Linked DNA regions of Mus musculus: regions 2 and 3 are each linked to region 1. A link is a contact called in public promoter capture Hi-C data. All regions are on one chromosome and are shown on one strand. Each heading gives the region's core, a stretch centred on a gene start, on an enhancer-like site or on the middle of the called end of the contact. The rest is flanking DNA. Distances are from core to core; before and after follow the strand shown.

Evidence for each region. Promoter capture Hi-C pulls out the DNA fragments that hold promoters and counts their contacts.
Region 2: a promoter capture Hi-C map of hippocampal neurons shows a contact between it and region 1, with 9 times the contacts expected there. The contact joins the promoter of Amy1 here to the promoter of Slc30a7 in region 1. A contact is called at or near these places in 3 of 39 promoter capture datasets (hippocampal neurons and liver) and 1 of 115 datasets of contacts at active chromatin or transcription factors (large pre-B cells).
Region 3: a contact with region 1 is called in a promoter capture Hi-C map of liver, with 4 times the contacts expected there. The contact joins the enhancer-like site here to the promoter of Slc30a7 in region 1. A contact is called at or near these places in 4 of 39 promoter capture datasets (the C10 cell line, cranial neural crest, liver and 1 more) and 3 of 115 datasets of contacts at active chromatin or transcription factors (the 230-238 cell line, embryonic stem cells and large pre-B cells).

What each region holds. Positions count from the first base shown.
Region 1 is chr3:116,005,188-116,009,144 of GRCm38.p6, forward strand. It overlaps Slc30a7 (solute carrier family 30 (zinc transporter), member 7), which reads right to left and starts at 2,219. Exons shown (of 11, transcript NM_023214.7): 1 at 1,948-2,219; 2 at 1,647-1,748. The coding sequence starts at 2,027. It overlaps Extl2 (exostosin-like glycosyltransferase 2), which reads left to right and starts at 3,110. Exons shown (of 5, transcript NM_001163514.1): 1 at 3,110-3,350.
Region 2 is chr3:113,573,096-113,577,052 of GRCm38.p6, forward strand. It overlaps Amy1 (amylase 1, salivary), which reads right to left and starts at 1,667. Exons shown (of 11, transcript NM_007446.2): 1 at 1,509-1,667.
Region 3 is chr3:113,589,420-113,593,376 of GRCm38.p6, forward strand. No RefSeq gene overlaps it. Among named protein-coding and RNA genes, the nearest start is that of Amy1, 17 kb to the left of the region's middle. Within about 2 kb of position 1,627, at least 4 of the 459 cell types and tissues checked have an H3K27ac peak or open chromatin away from gene starts, as enhancers often do. A contact at or near this core is called in liver, where this site is marked.

The sequences.
Region 1 (3,957 bases), core at 969-3,468:
AAATATGATCTATCAAAAGGTATTAAATAGTTTATGAGATTAAAAATAATGTTATGAGGTATCCTTTGAAATGTACAATTCTCAGAGGAATCAAAATGGTTATTAAATACATTAAGTTAATGATGTTCATTTGACTTTTGTACCCCAAGAAATAACAAAACCAATAATCCTTATGATTTACTACTTACTGAAGGTTTTGCTTTGTTTGGGGGCTTTTGTTGTTGCTTGTTTCTTTTTTGAGACAGGGATCTCTTAGTCCTGGCTGTCCTGGAACAGATAGACCAGGCTGGCCTCGAACTCACAGAGATCCTCCTGCCTCTGCTACCCAATTGCTGGGATCAAAGGTGTACGCCAGAGAACAGATGCCATGATAACTTGATTGAAACAATTACTTTGCTCAAATACAGCAGAGTTAGAGTCCAAAGACTATGATCTTTTACCCCTCTGAAAATGGATTTTAAAAGACAGAGGCCAAGTTAGTTTACTAGAAGTAACAAAAATAGACCATAAATGGCACAGGTTAATCTACAATCCTATGTAACTCGCCTAAAGATCCTGGGAGAGTTATATCCCCCATCTTCTAATAGAGTCTCTTTCTTTAACATTTTGTTTTTATCCCTGCATGTGTGTGTCTGTCTGTACGTCTCTGTTTTTCTGTGTCTGTCACATGTGTGCATGTGCCTGTGAGGTGGAGAAAAGAATGTCAGACCCTTGAAGCTGGAGTTACAGGCAGTTGTGAGCCACCAGATATGGTGCTGAGAACGAAATCCTGATCCTCTGCAAGAGCAGTGAGCACTCTCAACTTCTGCCCCTCTTTTATCGATTCTTAGAAGGGAATAAAATCTAGAAATGGAGTTAGCACACTTCAGAAGTGTGCTCATTCTGTTATTTGCAGAGCAGTTTCACAAGCCCAGAAGTTATCCCACAGCAAATACTTAAATTCCAGTGACTTTACTTCCTTAGCGACACCGGACTCTCTTCGACCCAAATCTTGACACCATAAAACAAAAACAAACAAACAAAAAAGCCCAAAGGTGACACCAAAGCCTTCAAGTCAAAATGGCATTCTCAGAAAACTGTATGGGATTTTCTACTGCAGTAAAGATACAAGGAAAATCCTAAGACAGTTTCACTGGAAAAGAGAATGGCATATGCTTTGCCAACGGTCTCTTCACAAACCTCTTCAAAAGTCATTCAAAGGCAATCATAAATTTAACAGGGCCATTCAGATCTTTCTCTCTCAGAATCTTAGGAGTGAAATCCAAAAAAAAAAAAAAAAAAAAAAAAAAAAGCCACACCCACAGGTAGGTTAGCTAACAGGATCCTCTCATTTTTCCTGAGGCATAGCTAAGGCAAGCTGTTAAAGAGATTCATTGCATCTGCCAAATAAAAAAGTAAAAAAAAAATATGAGGAGGGGGCCTGTTTGTCAGTTCTGTTTAATGGAGTTGCAGGAAATGAGAGTCCCCGATCTTAGAACTGCAGCCCTTCCCTTTTGGTGAGAGTACGCTGAGAGCAACTCAGCAAAAGTGGTAGTGGCAAAGGTAAGACGTGAACCTGCCGGTAAGGAGCTACGTGGCACTAAGCAAATAGTGGCTTGTCTCCCTCACCCTCTGCTTCCGCCCCAATCATCTTCCCCTTTGGTTACCAGTTGCTCCAGATGCCGTAGAGTAGTTCCACAAAAGCGAAAGAGAGGTTCAGGCACAGGAAGAAAAACAGGTTCCGGGATGTCTTGTCCGACAGGATGGACCTGGGCACGATACAGGTGATCAGAAGCAAGCAGGAGCCAAGGGGGTTGCGGGGACCCCTCAAAACCCACCCAGTCCGCATGCTCGTTCCACCACAGCAGGAGGGTGACGCTCCCATGCTGGACCTCAGGCCATCCTTAGCACCCAGCTTTGTCTCAGCATCCCGGGCAGCCCCCTCCCAGCAATCACAGCACCCCGCACCTAAACCAGCCTGAGATCTTGCCGAACAGATTGAACTTGGGTGGTTTGTATTCATCATCCTTGATGGACAGGGGCAACATCTTCTCCACCCGGCGAAGGGCCGGGTCTCCGTCCCTCTAGAAGTGACTCGGTATGGTGGCGGCAGTGACAGCGGTGACGCTTCAAACGCGGACCCCAAAGCGCTTGACCGCCGCGGCACCGCCGCGAGACACAGACACAGACACACACCCGGGAATTCGAGGACTTCCGGCCCGGGCCGCGCAACGCGTCCTGGGACGGGAAAGCGGGAGGCGGGGGCGGGGACTCCGGCAGGGGAGGGGCTTACGGGGAGGAGGCGGGGCTTGGGGGCTGCGGAAAGTCCGAGCTGAAAGCTTGGGGATCTATCTCTAGCTGAGCTAGGGGTCCTATCTCCTGAACTCACGAAAGATACCCCTGCTGGCTCTCTGCAGACGTGGCTGACTGGTTCAGGGCCCGCTGTCACCCACCCAGATCGCCCATCACTATCGTCCCCGGATGCAGTGCAGCCCGCTCCTGCTCCTTCAGCATTAACCCCCTAAAGGACCTCAAATCCCCGCTGTGCCTTAGGCAGCATCACTGAAAAGCCCAGGCGGCCACGTGCTGCGCCGCCACTGCACGGGATGTGCGAGAATGGCTTCCCGAGGTCAACGCTAAGGGAGTCCACCCCCACCCGCGGAAACCGTCACGCGGGACGCGATCGTTGAGTGCTTTGCAAAAGAAACACTTAAAGGTATTTTAAAACGTCCTTTAGGAAGAGGGCCATAGACTATGGCCTTGAGGTCCGCTTCTTGCTGTTTCTCCCCTGCAACCTCATTCGGTTGTAGCCCTGAAGGCAACCGCAGACAGGTTCCTTTAGCATCCTTGTCACCCCCAAGACAGTAGCTGTCACTATGGTCCATTTCAGGAGGTGCAGATACAAGCCTGTTGGGTGGGAGGCTGGGGATGAGCCTTGTGGGCCTGGGCTGGCTAGAGAGACACTCTCCAGCATCTTTCTAGGGGATTGTTTAGACAAGGTCAGCTGGCCGATCACGTGAATGATTAAAAGTTATTACCTAGAAGGGGAAACCCGGAAAGGGGGTCTGGTTTGGGGAGGTGGCTTGGAAACTACAAAACCGAGCTTCTTGGGAAAGCCTTTTTGCCTAACAGGAAGTGGAGCGTCACCCAAAGCGAGGGAGGGGTGGCCACTCAGGAACTGTCCCCTGCTCCAGGCACTCACTTTGCAGGCGGCGCATTTCCTAGGTTATCAATTGGACGGGCAGAGAGGTTGGAAGCCCGGTTTAGGAAAGGGGTGGAAAAGAGGCAAGCAAAGGAGACTCTCCTTTCGATTTATGCTAACCAAGCTGCAAATAAACCCGCTGGCCCCGCTGCAATCTTCTGCACTAGAGGTGAGGCAACTGTGAAATTCTCTTTCATTGATTTTATCTTTCCATTTGGGACCTCTGCTTGTTTTGCCCTCGTTCTTGGAACTTTGTGGGTAGGAAGGATTTATTCTGTAATTTAGATTTTTGAAAATAGATCTTGATTTTTTTTTAATGTTCCTCTTTAAAAACTGCTGGTAACAAACGGCTTGATTCTATAAGTTCTAGGACAAACATGTCTCTTTTGTCTTTGCCTTTCTTGGACCATTATTGTCATGTAAGCAAATATTCTCAATTAGTAGCATTTACTTTTTAAAGGCTACTCTGTTGTTGTTGTTCAGAGCAGTTTTTCAATTCTACCCTACTGCATTGCTGAGGAAGCCAGAACTGACTGCAGACGAGGTCGTTTAAGGCAAAATAGCTATTGCAATTGATTTTTTCCCCCTTGAAGACTGCTTTATTTAAGTATGATGGTGGGGATGGTATATCAAAATAATCAAGTTTCAGCAATGGATTTCCAGCCTTCTCATTAAGGTCACCTGCAATTTGAGCCTATGTGGTTTTTATCCTGCCTTTGGAAATAAATTCTGTATTCCATCTTGCACTGTTGTAAATCCGAAGTTGCTTAGCTGGC
Region 2 (3,957 bases), core at 417-2,916, 2.4 Mb before region 1:
AATACTAATATACAATGCATACTTATGAAAACCAATTATTGTTTGTTATAATGTGTGTGTGTGAGAGAGAGAAAGAGAGAGAAAGATAGAGAGAGAAAGAGAGAGAGAGAAAGAGAGAGAGAGAGTATGTGTGTGTATTATATGGTTTTTGTTCCTCATCATAACTCCTTTTGGGGACTTACATTTCTTTTCCTGTAGTGATTCACAAGATATATGGTATGCTATTGTGAACTATATTCACCTATATATTATGGATAAAAATTACAAGATTATCAAAAACTCTAGATGGAAATGCTGACAACCCTAATGTGGATAGTGTTTGAATACTATTGAATTGCCAAGTGATATTCCATAAATATGCATAATGTGAATTAAAATTTGAAAGAAGAAAAATTAAAAATCTTTTCTAATATTAAGAAATAAAACAAAATTATGCATAATATCCTCAAAAGTAGTTTCTTAGCAATGTTATAAAATAGGTGTTACTATTACAGAGAGAAAACTCTAATATAAATTCAGGATTCCTCTTTACACTCCAGCTTTTATAAATTTAGGCATTTAGCTAAAACCCTTCTTATGGATATCAAAGTCAGATAATTTAAAGACACTACTTAAATAAAAAAAAAACACACACAGTTAATTTTAAATTATTTCTCTACTCTCCCTGTTTGCATATACAAATAAATACTAATTATTTACAAAATTATTTTCCTTGTTATATTCTTCCTAAAATTCATGACAAAATAAGACATTATAAAATACAAATTATTTAGCAGTGGTCAGTAAGAGACAGCATATGTATTCTTGCCATTTGTAGTTAGTAGCCCAGAGGAGACATAGTTAAGTATCTTTATAGTGAAAAATGTACTGGGAATGTCATTAAAATATTATAGTTTCTTTAATGACACATCTTCACATGTAGTTTTATCATGTTAACATTATCTCTAGTGTTGAAAGCTTCTGTATTTTATTTTAAGTTTTTTAAGTTCTAAAGTATTAGGAAGATATTTCACGTGAAGGTAATCAAGTTATAGTTGCTTTACTTAAAACAATTCATAATTCATCTGAGTTTTACCTTGTATTATCTCTCAAAACAGTAGTCATTTACCCACAGGGAAAAAATACCAACTTAAGCTTAGCATAAGTTGCATATGAAGGCTAGAGAAAGACAAAGTTTAGCGAGTCTGCCTACCACATATCTAAAATAAGTTTAGAGCCAAGGCTCAGTACTCATTCCAAAACAAATAGTACAGACTGTGCTGCTGGGCAAGCAAACACGATCTGTCAACAAACCCACAAAAGACCTTGAAACCCTGAAGCCCTAAATAACAGAGATCAAACCATTAAAAATAAAAATAAAATAAACCTCTAATAAAGTACAAAAAGGGATGAAAGAAAAACAAAACCATATATCTTAAAAGTAACTTACTACATCAACTTGTATAAATCAACAACCATCCAAATCTAGAGTTTAGTATTCGTCAAATACAAAACAATAGAAATCTCACCATTTGGTTTCAATTTCTCTTTCGTTCAAACAAAAGGCCAGATTAAACGTTTTTAGGAATTCGTATCCTTTCACTATCCTCTCTTTCAAACCTTATGTAATTCTCCAAATATGGATTCTGTCAGCACTGTGATCTGAGCTCCACAGTGACCTATGATGGACTGGGCACCACCACCCTGGTGTCCTTTGGAAACCACTGCCTTCCCTTGGCTGCTGCTTTATAACCTCCTCTATTGCAACATAATTCATCACTTTGCTTTCTCAATACACAACAACCTCTTCTACTTTCAACTTTTTCTCTAAATCACTTATATACAATATAGGGGTTAAAGGCTTGTAAAATAAGTTTAAAGATCACATTATTTTATCGAGCCAAATTCAATCAATAAAAAAATGAGAACATAATGGGAACAAATTCACTTAATCAAAGGTCTATTATTAGGTCTGCGTTTATCATCTTCTACTCCTGTTGAGTGTAATTACTTGTTTTCATTATATAACTTTCAAGTGTGCTCTTAAGTTGCTAGTATGAGATCTTACGTAGGCACTTAGTGGTATAAGCTTTCCTCTTACCACCACTTTCACTGTGTTCCATAAGTTTGGGTATGCTGTGTACGCATTTTCATTGAATTCTAATAAGTACTCCATTTCTGTCTTTATTTTAGTCTTGACCCAGTTTCCCTTCAGTAGCGAAATATTCAGTTTCCATCAGTTTGTAAGATTTCTGTTGGTTCTGTTGCTGGTTGTCAGATAGGATGCAGGGAATTATTTCAAAACTCTTATATCTACTGAGACATGTCCTGTTTCCAACAGTATGGTCAAATTTGGAGAAATTTCCATAAGGTGCAGAGTAGAAGGCATTTTCTTTTGTGTAGGTAAAATGTTCTACAAATATCACTAAGGTCCATTTGGTTTATAATACCTGTTAGCTCCAGTATTTCTCTGTTTAGTTTTTGTCTGGATGGCTTGTTCCTTGATGACAATGTGGTATTAAAGTCTCCTACTCTCAGTGTGTGAAGGTCAATATGTGATTAAGCTGTAGTAGTGTCTTTTTTTATAAACTTGGGTGCCCTTGTGTTTGGAGCATAGATGCTATGAATTGAAATGTAATCTTAGTGGATTTTCCTTGTGTTCTGTTGGTGAAGCTTGCCTCTGTAGTTACTGTTCAAATTCCTAAATTTTTCACTTCCTGAATTCCCCCAGTTTTGTTTCTTTATTGATTCTCTTTACAATTTCATGACTTGAACAGTTGTATTTATTTCTTTACACTGTTGTGGATTTCTTGGATTTTGTCAAAGGATTTACTCATTTTCTCGTTAAGAATCTGTATCATATTCATAAAGTTAGTTTTAACATCTTTTTCTTTTGTTTCAGTTATGTTGGAATATTCAGGGCCTGCTATGGTAGGATAGCTGGGTTCTATGGAGACATATTGCCCTGGCTATTGTCGATTGTGTTTTTAATGCTAGCAACTAAGCATCTGGGTTTGGATTGATTTTATGTTTAGGTGCTCACATCTTGATTTGTCTTTCTTGGGTGGGTGTTTTGTTCTGTAGTTTCTTTTTCCTCTCATACTTTTCAGAGAATTTGATGGTTGCATGTTGCCTGCTTTCCTGGCCTGTTCATCTGATGTGTTCACAAAGGATGCCTGCTGATTCTGGAGACTGGGTAATTGGGATGAGTTGGGAAAAGAAAGGTTCGAGGATAAGGTCTTCTTGATCCTGGGGGTGGGGTCAGAGAGGAGACTACAGCAGGTTTCGAGCTACAGAGCTGGAGATGAGACTTGGGGATTGGATTTCAGGAGCAGTAGGAGAGGTGTGGGTTTGCCTGCCGATGCTGCATAGTCCACCTCAGTATAACACATCAACTAACACTCAAAAAAGCACCTGCCCTGTGACGCAGTGCTTAATTATTCTGTGTCTTGGCAGTGCTATGATGGGTTTCTTAATCATTCACTCAGCTAGTGGCATCAACCTTCCATACCAGGATTTGCTCTCTGAGTTTGCTTTCAATACTGACACTTTGTATCCCATGCTTCTTGTATTTACTTGCTGATCTGTAACATTGTATGAACTGTAACGCGTACAAGTTATTAATTTATCAATCAAAATTTGTAGGGAATAAAGGACTATGGTTGCCATAGTCGTGTGTACCCAGGTAACTCAAAAATATTTTGGTGGCTTAAAGCTAATGAAAAAAATAAGTTATAAATTGTAACATAGAGACAAGGTCAAAATATCCAATTATACTACTGGCACAGTTTGCTGATGAGAATTGTAGTATTTATCATGATTTCACTGAAATTCAACAAATAAAACCAAAATCACCATTGAAGAATATTTGAAGTGATATAATTTTTTAAACAAATTAACCCTTTGGTTAAACAAACAAAGGCCATGGAGATTTGTGATCAAAAACTAAAAGTTCACTCTACTAACCCAATGCCCATT
Region 3 (3,957 bases), core at 377-2,876, 2.4 Mb before region 1:
TGTTGTGTTGGTTCATAGGCATCATAGTTGGGTAGAACTGTTGGTTGTTTCCCAGTTTTGGAAGTTTGTTTACTGCCTTCTGATAGTATGAAATCTAGTCTTCAGGCAGGAAGTTTTCAAATCAGTTCCAGCTTAGGGACTCTAGCTAGGCCTTATGTCTGAAGTGTAGGGTATTTTCAGCAATAGGGACTTACCTTACACATCTGGGAGGCAACAAGAGAGATAATAGCCTGTGATGTATTGGAACTATCTTGGGCAACACTAACCAACAATCAAAGAAGGAATTCTCATTCTTGGTGTTGGTTTGTGGTTGTTGTTTGTGGTTAGGCGATTGTCCTAGTTATTTCTCTATTGCTGTGAAGAGACACGATGACTCCGGCAACTAATACAAGAAGACATTTAATAGGGTTCTTGATACACTTTCAGATGGTGAGTCCATGACCATCATACAAGAAACATGACAGCAGACAGGGAAGCATGGCTCTGAGCAGTAGCTAAGAACTTACATCCAGATCCACAAGTTGGGGGAGAGGGCAGGGAGGGAAAAGGGAAGGGAGGGACAGGGGAGAAGAGAAGAGGGAGGGGAGGGGAGGGGAGGGAGAGAGGGAGAGAGGGAGAGAGAAGAGAGAGAGAGAGGAAATTGCATGAGGAAACCCCAACATCCAACCCCAGCAACACACCTACTTCAGCAAGGCCATGCCTCCTAAATGGTTCAAACAGTTCCACCAACTGAAAACCACTCATTCAAACATGTGAGCCTATGGGAGTCATTCTCACAGTTTCATTTCAAAACAAAACAAAACAAGACAAAACAAAACAAAACAAAACAGCAGTCCTTGGTTTTGGAGGGAGCATTATTAGCACGAGAGAAATTTTCATCTAAACTCTATGTATATTATACACAGACTTGCATACATTAGAGGGCTTTTTAAAAAGTATAGCCAATAGCATGTTTCCATGTTACTTTTTCAGATATTCTTGTTGTTGTGTTACCCTCTTCCCTGTTCCTGTCTCCCTTCCCCCTCCCTAATTAGAGCCACTTATCCAATCAGCATTTACATCCTGTGTTTCCTCTCTCTATTGAACCCACAACTACCTACCCTGGCACTAGTCTCACTTTCTGGTTCTGCAGTTGCCCCAGTATATGTATTTACTTGTAACGATTTGGAGAGGGTTGACTCCAAAGAGACAGAACATGTGACACGTCTTTCTGAGTCTGGATTATCTCACACAATGTGATCTTTTCTGATTTCATACATTTACCTGCAAAATACATTATTTCATTTTTCTTATAACTTAATAGTGTTGCATAGTGTATATGAATTACATTTTCATTATCCATTCCTTATTGAAAGAAATTTAGCTATTTTGGATACAGCAGCAATGACCATGAGTAGTTGAGCATTATGGAATATGATGTCATGTTTTGGGCATGTACCCAAAAACCCAAGTAGTAGTATAGCTAGGTCATATACTACATTAGTTTTGGGCTCTTTGATAATTCTCCTTACTGCTTTTCATAGTGACTGCTCTGAATACAGCTTTTAGCTTGGCTAATGGGCAACAAAGCTGTTTGCAGAAGCTTTTCTCTCCCCCTCCCACCTGCTGCTTGAGGAATTTTCCCTTTCCCTGCCAATTTAAACAAGTTCAATAGTTCAATACCACATGGTGGCCCTTCCCCATCTGAGAGGACTGACTAGAAATCATGATGACCACAGCTGCAGGAGCAAGATTAGCTGTTCTTAAAAATTAGCTATAACAAAGAGGAAACCCTGCCTCAGTTTGAATTCCGAGATAAACCACATACTGTCCTACCCTTGCTGGTAAAGTTTTCTGGCACATCAATAGCTGATCATTAAAATTAAAAATATACTATTGCTTTGCTAGCCAATAATGGTATCACTGTAAAAGCCCCTCCTTTTCAAAGAGTATTTAAAAAAAGCTGTACTTTTGTCAAATGGGGTTGACTCTCCCTGCGAGGCTGAGCAACCCCATGCGTGTCGGAATAAAAATCTCGTCATTGCAGAGATCTGTCATTAAGCTGTGTTTCTGGGGATCGCCTCCTCAACACTTGGGCCCCTGGAGGCCCAACAGCTTCAGTTTTCAATTTCACCAACAATGAACGTGGCTTCTCCTTTCCCTCAACCCTCTCCAGTATTCATTGTTTTATTGATCTTTGCTACATTAACTGGGTTAACGTGAAATATCAGTTTTGGTTTTATATTATTGTAAGTACTGATGAACAGTTTTTTATGTAGTTCTTGAACTGTTTTTCTTTTGAGAACTCTCTGTACAGTCTCAAGCCCATTTTTAGTAAGTCATTTGATTATTACTTTGTTATTTTTATATTCTGGATATTAATTTTTTGATGTGTATGTGGTAAAGATTGTCTCCAATTCTGGTGGCTTCTGCTTCACCTAGTAGATTATTTGGCTTTAGCTGTATGTGCAGATTTTTTAAATTTATTTTTTTGAAGTTCCATTAGTCAGTTGTTGGCCTTAATTCAAAGCCAGATGGGAGTACTGTTTAGAAAGTCCTTTTTTACACCTATATCATGACGAGTACTCAGTTTTCAGATTTGATTTAGGTATTTAGCCCACGTTAAATCAAGTTTTATGCAAGGTAACAAATATGGGTCTAATTTGATTCTTTATCCAGACATCCAGTTTTCTGAGCATCATTTGTTGAAGATCCTTCCTTTACTCAGGCTTATAAATATTAAATGGCTGAAGTTATGTGGACTCATGTTTGTGTGTTCAATTTTGTCCGACATATCTACACTGTTTTGTTATTCCTATAGCTCTATAAAATGTATTAAAATCTGGAATGGTAATCCCCACAGACTTTTTGGGTTTGTTCAGTATTCTTTTGGCTATCTTATCTATTTTGTGTTTCCGAATGAATCTTAAGAGTACATTTTTTTGTATGCCCATGAAAAAAAATGGCAATTGTCCTGGTTAAATTTAATGTTTGTAAAATAGTTATTTTCAAAATATTAAGTCTATTAACTCATACACTTAGTGTCTTTCTCTCCACCTTCACATATTTGAAATTTTCATTATAGAGGTTCTTTACTTCTTTGGTTAGGTCTATTCTTATTTTCTTTAAGGCTTCTGTGAGTAGAAGTATGTACACTATCTCCTGTTTGTTGGTGGGGTATACAAAAGCTATTGATTTGTTCAAGCTAATTCTGTATCCTGTCAACATTGCTGAATTTATCTTTTCTGGAAGTTTTTGAACAGAATTTGGGGAATCGTTACTGTATAGTATCATGTCTTCTGCAAACAACAATTTCTTTTTTCCATATTTGTACTTCTTTAATTTTCTTCACATACCTTATTGCTTTAGATAGTAATAACCCAGTATTGAAAGGGAGCAGGGATAGTCTTTGGTTTGGTTTCTAACTTCAGTGGGATTGCGTCAAGCTTTTTCTTTTAGGATGATGTTGGTTGTGGGACTTTCATGTATAACTTCTTTTTTGGCGTATTTTCTAAAACTCTTATCATGAAAGCCTATTGGTTTTGTCAAATTCTTTTTCTGTGTGTATGAATATCTGATTTTTGTCTTAAGCTCATTTACATAGTTTAGTACATTTGAGTATTTTTTTTTCATTTCTATATTGAAAGGATAAAACCAACTTGGTTATAATGTATAAACTTTTTGATGTATTTCTATATTGTTTGCATGTATTTTGTTGAGCAGTTTTAGTCTAGTCCCCTGTTATTAAAAGTGATAATGGCATTTTAGGGATTTCAGAGTGCTCTTTCTGGTTTTTGTACAGTTTACAAAGAATGGCTATGGATTTTCCTTGAAAGTCTGGTAGAATTCTGCTGTGAATCCATCTGGCTTTGGATATTTTTAGCTGGAAGGCTATTTATTACTATTTCAATCTTGTTTATTATAAATATGTATAGTTTGTTGACTTCATCTCAGTTACTAATTTTGATGATGTCACTG